3 separate regions of the Mus musculus genome follow, and regions 2 and 3 are each linked to region 1. A link is a contact called in public HiChIP or PLAC-seq data. All regions are on one chromosome and are shown on one strand. Each heading gives the region's core, a stretch centred on a gene start, on an enhancer-like site or on the middle of the called end of the contact. The rest is flanking DNA. Distances are from core to core; before and after follow the strand shown. Region 1 overlaps Pde8b (phosphodiesterase 8B). Region 2 overlaps Aggf1 (angiogenic factor with G patch and FHA domains 1). Region 3 holds the start of Zbed3 (zinc finger, BED type containing 3).

Evidence for each region. HiChIP or PLAC-seq counts read pairs in DNA pulled down with a chosen protein or histone mark.
Region 2: a contact with region 1 is called in an H3K4me3 HiChIP or PLAC-seq map of bone marrow-derived macrophages, with 4 times the contacts expected there. The contact joins two enhancer-like sites. A contact is called at or near these places in 1 of 15 datasets of contacts at CTCF or cohesin (the NIH/3T3 cell line), 18 of 484 Hi-C or Micro-C datasets (the AML12 cell line, the C2C12 cell line, CD4 T cells and 12 more), 3 of 115 datasets of contacts at active chromatin or transcription factors (astrocytes, bone marrow-derived macrophages and embryonic stem cells) and 1 of 9 other capture datasets (embryonic stem cells).
Region 3: an H3K4me3 HiChIP or PLAC-seq map of bone marrow-derived macrophages shows a contact between it and region 1, with 5 times the contacts expected there. The contact joins the promoter of Zbed3 here to the enhancer-like site in region 1. A contact is called at or near these places in 11 of 39 promoter capture datasets (the 3T3-L1 cell line, the C10 cell line, Sertoli cells and 6 more), 1 of 15 datasets of contacts at CTCF or cohesin (the NIH/3T3 cell line), 6 of 484 Hi-C or Micro-C datasets (B cells, cerebral cortex, cortical neurons and 3 more), 28 of 115 datasets of contacts at active chromatin or transcription factors (the SCID.adh cell line, SST interneurons, VIP interneurons and 18 more) and 4 of 9 other capture datasets (adipose tissue, embryonic stem cells, macrophages and 1 more).

Annotation. Positions count from the first base shown.
Region 1 is chr13:95,032,355-95,036,932 of GRCm38.p6, reverse strand. Pde8b (phosphodiesterase 8B) reads left to right here. Exons shown (of 22, transcript NM_001374003.1): 18 at 2,547-2,764; 19 at 3,983-4,103. Among named protein-coding and RNA genes, the nearest start is that of Gm41025, 16 kb to the left of the region's middle. Within about 2 kb of position 2,637, at least 65 of the 459 cell types and tissues checked have an H3K27ac peak or open chromatin away from gene starts, as enhancers often do. A contact at or near this core is called in SST interneurons, Sertoli cells, VIP interneurons and 7 more, where this site is marked.
Region 2 is chr13:95,355,508-95,360,085 of GRCm38.p6, reverse strand. Aggf1 (angiogenic factor with G patch and FHA domains 1) reads left to right here. Exons shown (of 14, transcript NM_025630.3): 9 at 1,275-1,376; 10 at 2,724-2,889; 11 at 3,611-3,693. Among named protein-coding and RNA genes, the nearest start is that of Aggf1, 18 kb to the left of the region's middle. Within about 2 kb of position 1,940, at least 25 of the 459 cell types and tissues checked have an H3K27ac peak or open chromatin away from gene starts, as enhancers often do. A contact at or near this core is called in bone marrow-derived macrophages, where this site is marked.
Region 3 is chr13:95,322,088-95,326,665 of GRCm38.p6, reverse strand. It overlaps Zbed3 (zinc finger, BED type containing 3), which reads right to left and starts at 1,841. Exons shown (of 2, transcript NM_028106.3): 1 at 1,322-1,841.

The DNA of each region.
Region 1 (4,578 bases), core at 1,388-3,887:
CCTCAATGTCTTAATGCTTTTCTTACACAAGTCTTTCATGTGCTTGGTAAGTTATTTCACATATTTTTGAAACGTTTTGTTTCCCACATTTCTTATCTCAGTGTGTTTGGCATTTGTATACAGGAAGGCTTCTGATTTGTGTGTTAGTTTTATATCCAGCTACTTTGACCAATGTTTTTATCAGCTGTAGAAGCTGCCTGGCGGTTTTTAGGGTCTTCTGTGCATTACAACCATATCACCTGCAAAAGCATCCTCTAGCGTCTTCCTTTTCTGTTGGTATCCCCTTGGTCTCCTTCAGTTGTCTAATAGCTCTAGCTAAGACTTCAAGAACTATATTGAACAGGTGTAGAGTAGACATTCATGTCTTGCTTCTGAGTTTTGTGGAAATGCTTTGAATTTCTATCCATTTATAATGATGTTGGCTGTGGGCTTGTTGTAAGTTGCCTTTGTTTATTGAGATATGTCCCTCATGTCCTGTGGTGGTTAGTGGAGAGAAGGAGGGAAGGAGGGAGAGAGGGAGGGAGGAAGAAAGGAGGAAGAGGAAGAAGAAGAGGAGGAGGAAGAGAGAGAGGGAGGGAGAGAGTGACCCCGTAAACGTGCAGCTAGTAAAAATCTCTGGACATGGAGACGCCTGCATCATTCTTTTCTTTACCAAGAGAAATTGATCTACAAGACACAGAATGGCTCCAGCCTAACTCAGCCCTTCCAGCCCGGTCTTATGCAGTCAATTTGGTCTAGATCATAAACACAGTGCCAGCTGACCAGGCCTCTCTGCTTGCAGTAGGTTTCAGGATGCTCTCAGGAAACTTTGTAAGCTGGCTGGGCCAAGCCAAGATTCCTACCAGCCCTGTGACATGATTCAAGATAGAAGTGACTCCCTTCCTGGATAGAGACAACATTCAAGAAAGTCCCACTATAACACCAAGTCAGCACTGACAGGGACTGCCCCAGGGCCTGGGATGGCATCAGCAGCACAGGCCTGAGCTTCAGGCTGTCTTCCTTACCTAGTTTTCCCTCCCACAGAACTATGAGAGCAAGCTGGAAACACTGTAAACCTTATCTAGTAAATCTTCCAAGTCTTCCTCGAGGCCTACCTCCCTCTTCCTTCACTGTTCACCCCTTGGCTCGATTAGCTCCCTCAGTAACTTCATCTGGACTCCCTGCCTGGACTCCTCTCCTTTACTGCATGTTGCCTGCTCTCCTGTTGCTTATCCACAATACTTCAGCAATAAAAATCACTTTCTTAGGAAAGCTGTCATTGGCAATTCTGTAGACCTTTGTTGGCCAGTTTGGTAGTTGTCTTAGGGTTTTACTACTGTGAACAGACACCATGACCAAGGCAAGTCTTACAAGTCTTTTAAGACAACATTTAATTGGGGCTGGTTTACAGGTTCAGGGGATCAGCCCATTATCATCAAGGCAGGAACATGGTAGCATCCAGGCAAGCATGGTGCAGGAGGAGCTGAGAGTTCTACCTCTTCATCTGAAGGCTACTAGTAGAAGACTGACTTGCTAGGACAAAGCCCACACCCACAGTGACATACCCATTCTAACAGAGACACACCTACTCTAACAAGGACACAATTCCCAATAGTGCCACTCCCTAGGACAAGCATATACCAACCATCACAGTAGTCGTTAACCATACACAGCTACTGAATAAAGCTGAGGAGGTCCTCCATCGCACTGGCCATAGGCAAGCGTTCAGGAGCTGTATATAATAGGCTTTGTCTGCATTCCACAGAGGCAGTGCACTCCCATCACCACATGATGGTCAGCGATCAGTGCTGCCCTGCTCTGCCCAGCCCCATGGTTACACTCTCGGGAAGTTGGGACTCTTTTTATCTAATCTCACCCATTAGTATCTATCACTGCTTCATCTCTGGTGCTGTGCACAGTACCTGACGCCTTTAGGCATCTGACATGGAATGAATTCATAATACAGTGTCTTACATAACACCCCATCTGCCAGCTTTCTACTAACTTACTGGCTAAGAAGAATACTTGCTGTCATTTGAGCTCAGCATTAGCATAGTGAAGGTCTGGTGAGTTTCTCTAAGCCTTTGCTGCCTGTGAGCCCAGCCCCTGCATTTCTTGATAAGCTTTCCATCTTGCCTCTGCCTCACTGCCAAGCTCCAGTTACTGTCCCATTCATCCTGTGAGCTAGCTGTGCTATTTACAACTGGCCCTCCAATATGCCTGCAGAAGCTGATGTGTAAGGAATATCTGTGATGCCGGCTACTTTCCATGCATCATGGCAGAGCGTCACAGCATCAATTCAAAAGACCTGCTTGGCTTCTTTGTCAAAGAACCAGCAAACAGACTATAGACAGTTCAGGTGTTGTAGCTTCTGTGTTCTCAAGAGAATACACAGCACAGGACAGTGCCACCGTGTGCCCAAGGCTACCTTTCTGCTAAGACTAGGAGGAAACCGAAAGGAAATTCCAAAGGTTCCAGCCCCAAGCCCTTCTCTCTCCAAGAGACAGAGATGGATGCTGGTGTCTAGAAGCCTGTGAATAATGTTCTGTATCCTCCCCCTCCCCCAGGGAAGCCTGGACCAGCTGGATGAGGTGGCTGCTCTGATTGCTGCCACAGTCCACGACGTGGATCACCCCGGAAGGACCAACTCTTTCCTGTGCAACGCCGGCAGCGAGCTCGCTGTGCTCTACAATGACACTGCAGTCTTGGAGAGTCACCACACAGCCCTGGCCTTCCAGCTCACAGTCAAGGACACCAAGTGCAACATTTTCAAGAATATTGACAGGTTTGGCGTGATTGGGCTCCCGGGGCTAGGTCTGTGAAGCTAAAAATGAAGCTGAGTTTTCTCTGGTTTCTCTGGATAGATGGGAATGAAACAGTGGCTCTTCACTGTATCAGGTTATAAACCAGCTTTGCCCATCTGAACTTTTCAGACTGCCTTTCCTGCTCTAAAAAAAATCTCATTTAGCCTTCAGTAAGTCCATAAAAATAAATGTTTGTTATGCACTGAAAAGCACTGCCTAAATGTTGATGGCCTCACTAACAAGTCTATCAAATATTTTTATCTTCCTCCCTGTGGCTCAAAGACAATGTATAATCCTGCATTTCCAGCTGAGTTTGGGCTAAGCATCCATCCCCATGAGGAGGTCCCAGTGAGGATGCTGGGAATGAGACAGGTTTCCTTCTCACAGAGAGAGATGCTCTCAGAACATCTGCAAACAGCACCGTGATGTGACGTGGTGGAACAATTCTTACCTGCTAACAACTGTGTGGTCAGGCTACGGCTATTTCCTATACCGCACCAGCAAGCTGCTGAGCAGAGTCCTGGGCAAAGGCCTGGTGGTCGCTTGGGCCTCATGACACTGTCTACATGAACTTACCAGTTTAGGCTCTAGAAAAATCTCTATGGTTACAGAGAGCGGTTGTTCTAATTCAGACTTAAGTTCTAGCGTATCAAGCTGGTTTGCTTAGCTCTTCATTCAGTCTCTTAGAGTTAGTACATGATAGGGGTTTTCTGATAACCTTGAGCTGTTGTTCCAACCACTGCAAACATCAGACATTTACAGGTTACAGGATTATGTGAAAGGAAAATCTCCCTCAGCACCATCGGAAGAGATTGGCAGTTCTCTCCAGTAGGAACCGGTCTACACAGGGCACAGTCAAACCTCAGCAGACTGCCACTTTGTTTCTGTCCCTTCCACTTCCTTGTTCCAGTGTTTTCACAGGAAGGGATGGAAACTACCATTCGAAACAGTTGCTTGTCACATGATGTGCACTTTCATTTCTCTTAGCATGGCTGTGCAGAAGAGTCAGCTGTCACTGGAGAACGTGGAGTGGCATCAACATGGGCTTACTGGGGGGCGGGGGCTGAGCGGATGGAGTCTAGGATTAGCAGTCACTTGACTCTGACCCCTTCTGTCCTGGGCTGTGGGGAGGCAGAGCATCAGGGCACTTCTGACTTGGGCATGGTGTGAGCAGGGAACTTTGTCCTCTTATTATTTAGGAACCACTATCGAACGCTGCGCCAGGCTATTATCGACATGGTTTTGGCTACAGAGATGACAAAACACTTCGAGCACGTGAACAAATTCGTGAACAGCATCAACAAGCCACTGGCAGCTGAGGTAAGGGCTCCTACGTAATGAGCGAGTGCAGTGTGCTTCTGGGAGAGCAGAGGTGAGCGAGCCTGTGTAGTGAGATACTGGCGCGTGTCTCTCCCAGAGCCTGCTCTGGCACCGAAGCATTTTCTGCCTCTCCAGCGTGAGGTGATTATCAGCCTGGAGCTGGGGAAGGAGAGGAGGCTGGCAGCTGCCCACTGCAATCCCTCAGGCAGGCCCTGAGACACAGTGCTAGACGGAGGAGCCCCGGTGAGCAGGATGAATAGGGTGTGGCAGGAAGACCTATTCATTTTCACTTCTGTTCCTGGACTCATAGGATCTCAAAGCTAGGGAATGCTTTACAGAACCTGGCTCTTGCCGGTGGTATCATCAAAGTGAACCATATATTAGTTCTTTTTTATTGCTGCGATAAAATCTCTCATGAAAAGCAAGTCGGGGAAGAAAAGGTTTATTTGTTCTCAGTCAGTGTTTCCTGGAGGGG
Region 2 (4,578 bases), core at 691-3,190, 320 kb before region 1:
TTGCATATAGGGGCCAGCTGAAAGCGAGATAATTTGTCAAGGTAGTTTGATCCCTAGAAACTACATGGTAGGAGGAGAGAACCAACTCGTGTAAGTTGTCCTCTGACTTCTGTACATGCATCTGGCACACCCACACCCCGGAATGCCAGGTGTGCATCCAGTGTACCTCATGTACACATACACAAAATAATTGACCATTTTAAATTTAAATAAAATTTACATATACGGTAATTTGACAATTCCATCTCTTAAGTATATCATCTCTCAGAGAGATAGTTGGATTATGCACAGATACTATGTATGCAAGAAGGCTCATGACAGTTTTTTTTTTAATTTAAAAAAGTGTATGTGTACGAGTGTTTCGCTTGCATGTGTGTCTGTGTACCAGTTGGGTGCCTCATGCACACAGAGGCAGAGGAAAAGGATGGATTACCTGGGACTCGGATGGTTAGAAGTCTGTGTGTAGATGAACTGCCATGTGGGTGCTGGGGATCCAACTCAGGTCCTCTGGAAAACAGCCAGTGCTCTAACCACTGAACCGTCTCTCCAGCCTGCCCACAGCAAAGTTTTAAAGATAATAAGCCCCCGGAAAGCCTAGATGTCCAGCTTTACAAGCCTTGAGTGTGGGGTTATTCATATACTAGGTGAAGGGAGGATCGTTGTACCCACTTCGTGGACACTGTATGGCGTACTGCTAGCCCTGTGAAGCAGCTGCACAATGTATGAAGCGCACGCTCTGCAGTAATGAGGTCAGGCCGCTGTGCAGCAGGGGAGGTCAGGCCGCTGTGCAGCAGGGGAGGGAGGTCAGGCCGCTGTGCAGCAGGGGAGGGAGGTCAGGCCGCTGTGCAGCAGGGGAAGGGAGGTCAGGCCACTCTGATGTGAACACATGGAGAACTTGCTTCCGTGAGAATGAGTGTTTCAAGTTAGTATGTATTGAGAATTGTAATTATTTCAAATAGGCAGTGGTAGTGCTTATGTTAGGCCAAAAACAAAAAAATCACATTGTATGTATAGTATAATCTTACTTATGTTTTAAAAATAGAAGAAGCAGGATATATACAAATTTTTCATCATAGTTAAAGATGGAAGCATAGGAAGTATAGCCTCCATATTTCTACCAGAAACTTGTAATAATTTGTACTCAGAAAAAAAACATTAAGAGAAATGAGGTGAAATGATCAGAGACTCATGCCTACACTGCTGCACACCAGTGAAGTTCGCTCTGGGTTGAAAGTGTGCAGTTCTTTGTAATTGCTTGGTTGCTTTCCTTTAAGTTCCACGCAGAAGTTTACTTCGACCATGACTTGCAAAGCTACGTTCTTGTGGATCAGGGCAGCCAGAATGGTACCATTGTCAACGGGAAACAGATTCTTCAGGTACGTTCATGTGTAGTTTACCCATACTTCCTTATCTGAGCTTAGGTTCTAGTCGTTACAGATCACAATTCAAGCACAAATTTATAACTTGGTTGGAATTTTCCAGAAAGGGCTAGAAAAAAATATTTAGTAGCTATTGGCCTGTTGAGTTTTGACTTCTGATTATATCTCTGTTGCTACTTTTAGGTATGACTGTACCACAAAGCTTATTTAGATTAACTATATATGTGTGTATGGCCTCCACGTGTGGAGGTCAGCTTGGTGGAGTTCCTCTTCCTGCTGAGTCATTCCACAGCCCAGCACTGAATGTTCATAGAAGCAGCTTTGGTGGCCCTCCTTCTTCCCATGTGCTCTGCGATTCTAGCCCAGGTTCTTCCTGCACATCAAGCAGATGCTCTCCCTCTGACACACCACTGGACAGCCCTAACTGCCCCCCCTTTGTCTTAATAAAAATAATGGTAAACTAGGACTTTTCTAAAAACTAAAACTAAAAACCCTGACAAAGGAACTGAGGAAAGGAGAAGAGTTGTCCATCACGGGGAAGCGGGTCACTGGGAAGCAGGGGGGTTATATTATGTTGGACTTCAGGAAGCACAGGGAGAAAATGCCAGCACTAAGCCCAGTTTCTCCTCTTTGCTCAGTCTAGGAACCCAGCCATGGCCTGGGGCCACCACCGTTCAGGTGGATCTGTCCCCCCAGTTAACCTAATCTAGATGATCCCTCACTGGCATGCCCAGAGGTCACCCCCATGGTGTGTTCAGAGACTGTAAGTGGTTCTAGATCCTGTCAAGTTGGTAATATAAACCACCAAGGAGGCCTTATTCTTATGCTTTAAGAATGAAAGAAAGAAATTATAAGAAAAACTGAGAGGTCACTCAGGGGTTAAGAGTATTTACCGTGGTATCGTTAGAATCAGAGTACTGATCCCAGGGCCTATGTAACAGCTTATGCACGCACAGACAGACACACAGAGCACATTTTTTTTTTTAAAGAAGAGGGAAGGTAATCACTTCTTCACATATAACTTTCCTCTGATTAATATGTGTTTTGCTAACAGATTGAAGTCCAGATGGACTTCAATGGTAAGAAAACTGGTGGGCTTTGATAAGATCGGGATTATAAGTAGCTTTTGGGGAATACTGTAAGGGATCATGGGTGGAGCTCAGAGTTTGGTTCATGGTAAGTGTATGTTCTTCCACTGAGCTGCTGCCATGATCCTGGTAGTCTTTTTCACTGTCTGTCCATCAGGTTGTGGAAGTGTGCATGCCTCTCCTTTTCTCAACTTTTCACTACCATAGACATAATAACCATTTTGTATTTCTGTTTCATTCAAAATTTCTCATCTAGCCAAAAACTAAATGTGATCCTTACGTCCTCGAACACGGCGACGAAGTGAAAATTGGGGAGACTGTGCTGTCTTTTCACATTCACCCTGGCAGTGAGACGTGCGATGGCTGTGAGCCGGGGCAGGTCAGAGCTCACCTCCGCCTCGATAGAAAGGACGAGCCTCTGGGTATGTGAAGCACCAAGTGTGTGGGGGGCTGATACTCTACAAGTCCCTCTTACCATTGAGCCCCCTTCCCCCCTCATGTCTCACCGTGTGTGAGTGGAGCAGCCTGTGTCTAGCTGGCGAGGTTGTGGACGAGGCGCACTGCATGTACGCTTAGTGTGTGGTCTGTAGGGCTGAGTACTGACACATTTGTTCCTGTCCACGCGTGCAGCCCACCTCTAGTCAGAGTCCTTTGTGGGAACTGTTTTTAAAGTGACTTCCAAAACAGTGGAGTTCCAGAAGGGGCTTTCTCAGTCTTTATTTCTGGGTCACCCCACTCCCCACAAATGTTAGCCCCATGTTACATAAGCTCTACTTTCCCCCCTTCCTCCCATGGGCTTGCTCTGCCTTTCAGGTCCTGCAGACACTCCAGGTTAAATGCACCAATTTAATATTTCCACATAGCATGTGTGAAATGTGAGAATATGACATTTTGTCTTTCTGGGCCTGGGTTAGATATCTCAGCATAGTACTTTCCACTTGCTGATGAATGGATAATGATAATGTAGTAGTCTATAGACAGACAGACAATGGAATCTTATTCTACTGTAATAATGAAAAATGAGATTGTGAAATTTCTTGGAAAATGGTTTGAACTGGTTAATATACTAAGATAAACTATTTTTTTAGTAAGCATTAATTTTCTGTAAAGTCTGTCATATTACAACTCAGTTTTTCCTTTTAGTCGGTCCAGCACTAAGTAAGGAGGAAAAAGAGTTGGAAAGAAGAAAAGCACTCAAGAAAATACGAGTAAAGTATGGCTTGCAGGTAAGGGTGCTAAGTATTCTCTCATTAGTCAGTGTACTAAGCACACTATAAGTAAGTTGTATTTACCACGATTATGTATGTAATTTCTATAGTTCTGGTGTTTATAACATCACTGCTGAAGTTAGAATTGAAACTACAACGTGCATGTGGGCCTGAGTTAAGATCCCAGCCACTGTCTGAAAGCCAGGGTAATGTGCACCAGGGAGGTGGGCTAGGAGCATCCCTGAGGCGTGCTGGTCAGCCAGGCTATTTGAATCAGTTAGCCCCCTCTCAGAAACCAAAGTGGAGGACAGCTGGGGAAACCGGCCCATTCCTCTTACTCTACGTGCTGTTCACACACAAGTTTAGGCAAATTTCCTGAGGTATTTAACACCAATGTATGAGAATACGTTGACAAGCTATACTTTGTCAAAATGTAAGATTTTGCTTACTCAGAGACACTTAAGAAATATGAAGGAAACCATAGGCCAGGAAATACACTTGCAAATCATGTACCTGATAAGAAACTAGAATTCATAGATGTAGATTTTATAGTGATGTAGAATTTATAGAACACTGTAGAATAGAGAACAAGTTGATTCAAAAGGAGGCTGCTTTATATAACACTACATGGCTCAGACCATTCAGGGCCAGCCTGTGCTATTATTTATATTAATTACTTTCTGTTGCCGTGAGAAAACACTAGGACCAAAGCCATTTAAGAAAGGGTTTATTTTAGACTGGGCCCTGCACCTGAGAGGCAGAAGCAGGTGGATTTCTGTGAGTTCGAGGCCACCCTGGTTTACTGAGCAAGTTCTAGGACAGCCAAAGCTACACAGAGAAACCCTGTCTTGAAAAATAAAAACAAAAACAAAACAACTAAAAAGAAAAGAAAAAAAGAGAAAA
Region 3 (4,578 bases), core at 592-3,091, 290 kb before region 1:
ATGAGCACACGGTGGTGGGAGCATTCCCATAACAAACTTTTAAGTCAGTGAAAATGATTGCAACGTATTGTGAAGCAAAGAGCTAAGTGGGAAAATATTCAGAAAAAGATTTTACATGGGCTGTTAAAAAAAAATAAAGTACTGGATTCATAGCTATTTAGTGAAGCAAAAAAAGCCACGTGAATGCTGTAAGCTGAACTCTCAGCTATTTCTACCATTAGCTAAAAGCCACCAAAGCACTATTAAAGCCTTGTAAAATAATGCACTATGCCCGAAAGTGCACCTTTCTTTCAGCTCTGCATTAATATATATGTATATGTACACATACATATACACACACATGTGGCTTTTGAATTATGTGGTATGGATTAGCACTTTAAAAAACAACATTTCCTATGCTTCTTATTGTCACTTGCCTTGAACTATTTGAGGCCAAAGTGTGCACTAATAAACAGTACTGGAATCACCAGGAATTTAATCCCATGAATTTAATCCAAGCCCTTGGGAGGCAGAGGCAGGTAGTCTCTGTAAGATCCAGGTCAGCCTGGTCTACACAGGCAAGTTTCAGGTCACCCAAGGAAACAGACCCCGTCTTAAAAAAAAAAATAAAATAAAAAATTCAGAACACCACTAATTATCTCAACTCACGAAACTATTCAACAGCTGTTCTAAACACCTTTGGAGCTCAGCAATGGCAGGTACTTTTTTTCCAATGAAGGAAAATCCTATTCTTTTTAGTAAAGCTTTAAGCCGGCCACAGAAGGCTTGCACAACCAAAGGCTCCAGTGAGCCAGGCCCGGATCAGGAAACTCTTTTGTGTCCAGTGGAGGAGGAGATTCTGGTTTACTCTGGTTTACACCGGTTTTCTTACAGCCCCCCCCCCCCCCTCCACACACACACACAGGTGGGAAACATTAACCAAGTCGCAATTAGCGCATGAGGCTCAAAGTCACTCTCCACCGAGGCAACTTTACGGGGACAGTTCCCCCTCTTCCCCACCCCCCACCCCCCGGAGCTGGTTAACCAAAGAGAGCGGAGACGCTCCAGAAGGTTCCGGAAGCCCGCAGGCTGGGCCCCTCCGCCAAGCCTGGGGTGGTAGGCATCCCCTGCAGACCCCGCGGCTGCGACCCTGGATCCCACGGCCTAGGGGCTCCCGAAGTCCCCGAGGTCCTGCGTGGCGTCCCCCGCACCCCTCCACCCCGCGGTTTCTCCGATCCCGGACGTCCCCGCGGGCCCCTGAGATCACTGCAGCCCCTGGTGTCCCTGCGGTCGCTCCCGCCAAGCCAAGCCACGCCACCGAGCCCCAGCCAGCCACGCTCACCCGGACGCCGCGATGGTCGCCCCTCGCCTCCGGGCTCCTCGCAGACATTTTGTCCTGGACGGAAAAGGCCGATTCCCCCTTAAAGACACAGCGCTCAATTTGCGCGTCTCGGGGCGTCCATGGGGGGCGGTGACGCGTGGTCTGGACGCCGGGGCGCCGCTGCTAAACCATCCGGTCCGGGAGGAGTTTAGAGTAACGGATGGAGAACTAGTTTAACGAATTGAAATCTGTCGGAGGTTTTTAAACGGTGCAATAATAGCGCAGGGATGCTGAAAGCGTTTTAACCGTGGCTCTGCACGTTTGCGCGTTAACCTTCCAAGCCCTTGGATTCAGCGGGTCCAGATCCTCAGCTGGGCGCACTGCTCGCTCGCATTCTTACAGATTAAGGCCTCTGATATGGCACTAGTCAGAAGTCCTTGCAATCAAGGTCTTAGGAGGAAAAGGTGTCCACCCAAACCACCAGCACAGGGAACTACCTTTGTCTTCATTATATTCAGTTAACAGCGTCTGCGTGATTTACAGTTACATCAGCCGCTAGCGGCTGCGTTCTAAGGCGGGTTTCTGCATTCCACGCTCCAGGTGGAAAGAGAAACCTTTTTCAAGACCAGCCCGCTGAGGTGCGGGCGAGAGCCTTGGGGCTTTGCAGGCTGACGGGCAATCCTGTTGTGTAGCGTTTTGCTGTTCCAGCCGTTCAAATATTCCCACCATACAGATTTTTAATCTATAAATAGTCGCAAGGAAGTGACTTGCCAAATTCAAGAACGCACCAGTTAGCTCTTAACGCACAGCTGGCACGTTCTGCCCTTCATTCATAAAAACAAAACAAAAGTCACTAATTTGTTGCTTTTTAATTTAGTGTTTTTGCGTGGTGGTGGTGGTGGTGGGTGTCTGTGCATGCATGGGTGCAGTGTCAGTGGAATCCAGAAGAGGGCGATGGATCGGCGGTAACCGACTCCCCGCCCCCCCACCCCAATCATCTCTTCAGCCCACATACTGCTCTGCTCACATTCTATTAGTCAAAGTAAGTCACATGAACAATGGGCACGAAGCCTTGCTAGAAGACAATAAGCAAAAAGATATAAATGTAAAAAAAACAAAAAAAAACAAAAAACCAAAAAACCAAGAAATTCTTTTGTAGGTAATACAATCCATGTTAACTGCTTTGGTTCAAGTGGCGCTGGGGAGGAGCACCTTGCTCATGCAGAGCACGTGTTTTGCAGTGGAAATATTATAACCCTCCTCACTTAAACACACACACACCTGATAGACCTATTTGTTGACTTTCTTCTATGCCAAGAATTTCAGAGAAAAGAAAAATCTTGTTGGGTATCACGAAAGGAATACTTTTGCAATGGCGAGATTATTAGATTCCCCTCTTTCAAGATTGACCTAAATGTTTTCATACAATATATTTTGATCATATTCTTTTGTAACCCAGCAAACCAGTAAAACAAACAAACAAATGAACGAAAACACATTTTAAAAAGTGTGTAAGGATTCTCTAGAGTAACAGAACTTACAAACCGAATTCCTCTCTTTATATAGAGAAAGGGGGAAGTTTTAGAATGACTTACAGGCTGTGGTCCAGCTAACCCAACAGTAGCTGTCTATGAATGGAAAATCCAAGAATCTAGTAGTTGTGTCTCAGCTGGTCTTCAATAGAAGCTGGAATCCTGCAGGAGTAACCGCCGCCGCTGGCGATGGACTTGCCAGTTAGGCCAGAGTACAGTGGCAAAAAGCAAAAAGCTGTCTTCTCCCGTGTCCTTATATAGGCTTCCAGCAGAAGGCGTGGCCCAGATTAGGGGTGGGGTTTTTCTGGCTCAAAAGATTAAAGGTGTGTCTTTTTACCTCAAAGATTCCTGATTAGAAGTGGATCTCCCCACTTCAAATTAGGTAAAAATCCCTCACAGGTGTGCCTTTCATTTTGGGGTTTTAGCTAGTTTCAGATGCAGTGAGGTTGATAACCAAGAATAGTCATCACACATGGAGACAGTTTTGTATTGGCCAACTACCGTGAGCATGAGGCCCATCCTGGTGTGGGTTGGTAGACAATATCTCACTATTCTCTCCCTCTCCCTGCAGGTGTAAATTGCAATCGGCTCTTTGTGGGACCTTGCTCACTTCTTCCTCCACTGGGCTTTGGTCTGGCTTGCCCCTTTGCAGGTCTTATACATGTTGTCACAGTCTCTGTGTGTCACCTGTGTCACCTTGGTATGTCTGGAAGGCACGGTCTCCTTGGAGTCACCCACACCTTTTGCTCTGACACTGTTCCCACCTCCTCTCCCACAGAGTCCCAGAGCCTCGGGGAAGGTGTGACGAGGACATCCCATTTAGGATAGAGTGCTCCAAAGTCTCTGACTCTACAAGCTGTCCAGCTGTGGGTCTGTGTTAATTAGCATCTACAGCAAGAAGCAGCTTCTCCGATGAAGGTCTTGTGAAGTACTGATTTCACATACAGGTATAAAAATATGTCATTGGGAGCTGTTTATCGCTGTGTTAGTTGAGCAGAATCATAGTAGTAGGTTTTGCCTCAGTAGTTTCAGGTTCTTAGCCTCTTTAACAGTGTGGGTTCCATCTCATAGAGTAGGCTTGCCTCCCACTGCTTCAACAAAAGCACCCTGATTAGAAGAAAAGTATCTAATACAAGTGAAGTCACTTGACTCTAGCTGCATATGTATCAAAAGATGGCCTAGTCGGCCATCACTGGAAAGAGAGGCCCATTGGACATGCAAACTTTATATGCCCCAGTACAGGGGAACGCCAGGGCCAAAAAGGGGGAGTGGGTGGGTAGGGGAGTGGGGGAGGGTGGGTATGGGGGACTTTTGGTATAGCATTGGAAATGTAAATGAGCTAAATACCTAATAAAGAATGGGAAAAAAAAAACAAAAAAAACAAGTGAAGTCACTTACAGCCATTCCTTAATTTGTGTGTCCTACACTAATCAAATCATTGTGTGTGGTATATCTTTTAGTAAGAGGTCTCATTTACTTTCTTAGTTTCAGAGGTGATGATGGAACCCACGGCTTCTCTGCTGAACCCCTAGCCCTGGGTGTTATTACTGTCTGAATGCCTAACACATCCATTTGACACTTCAGATTGGTGGCACACTGTAACTGAGGCAGAGGCAGAAGGAATCCAAGTTCTAGGTCACCCTGAACAATTTAGCCAGACTCTCTTTCAAAATACAGTTGAAGAGGAGAAGGCTAGGGCTACAGGCCCACGGTGGCAGGCACGGGGTTCAGTCATTTGGCTTCAAA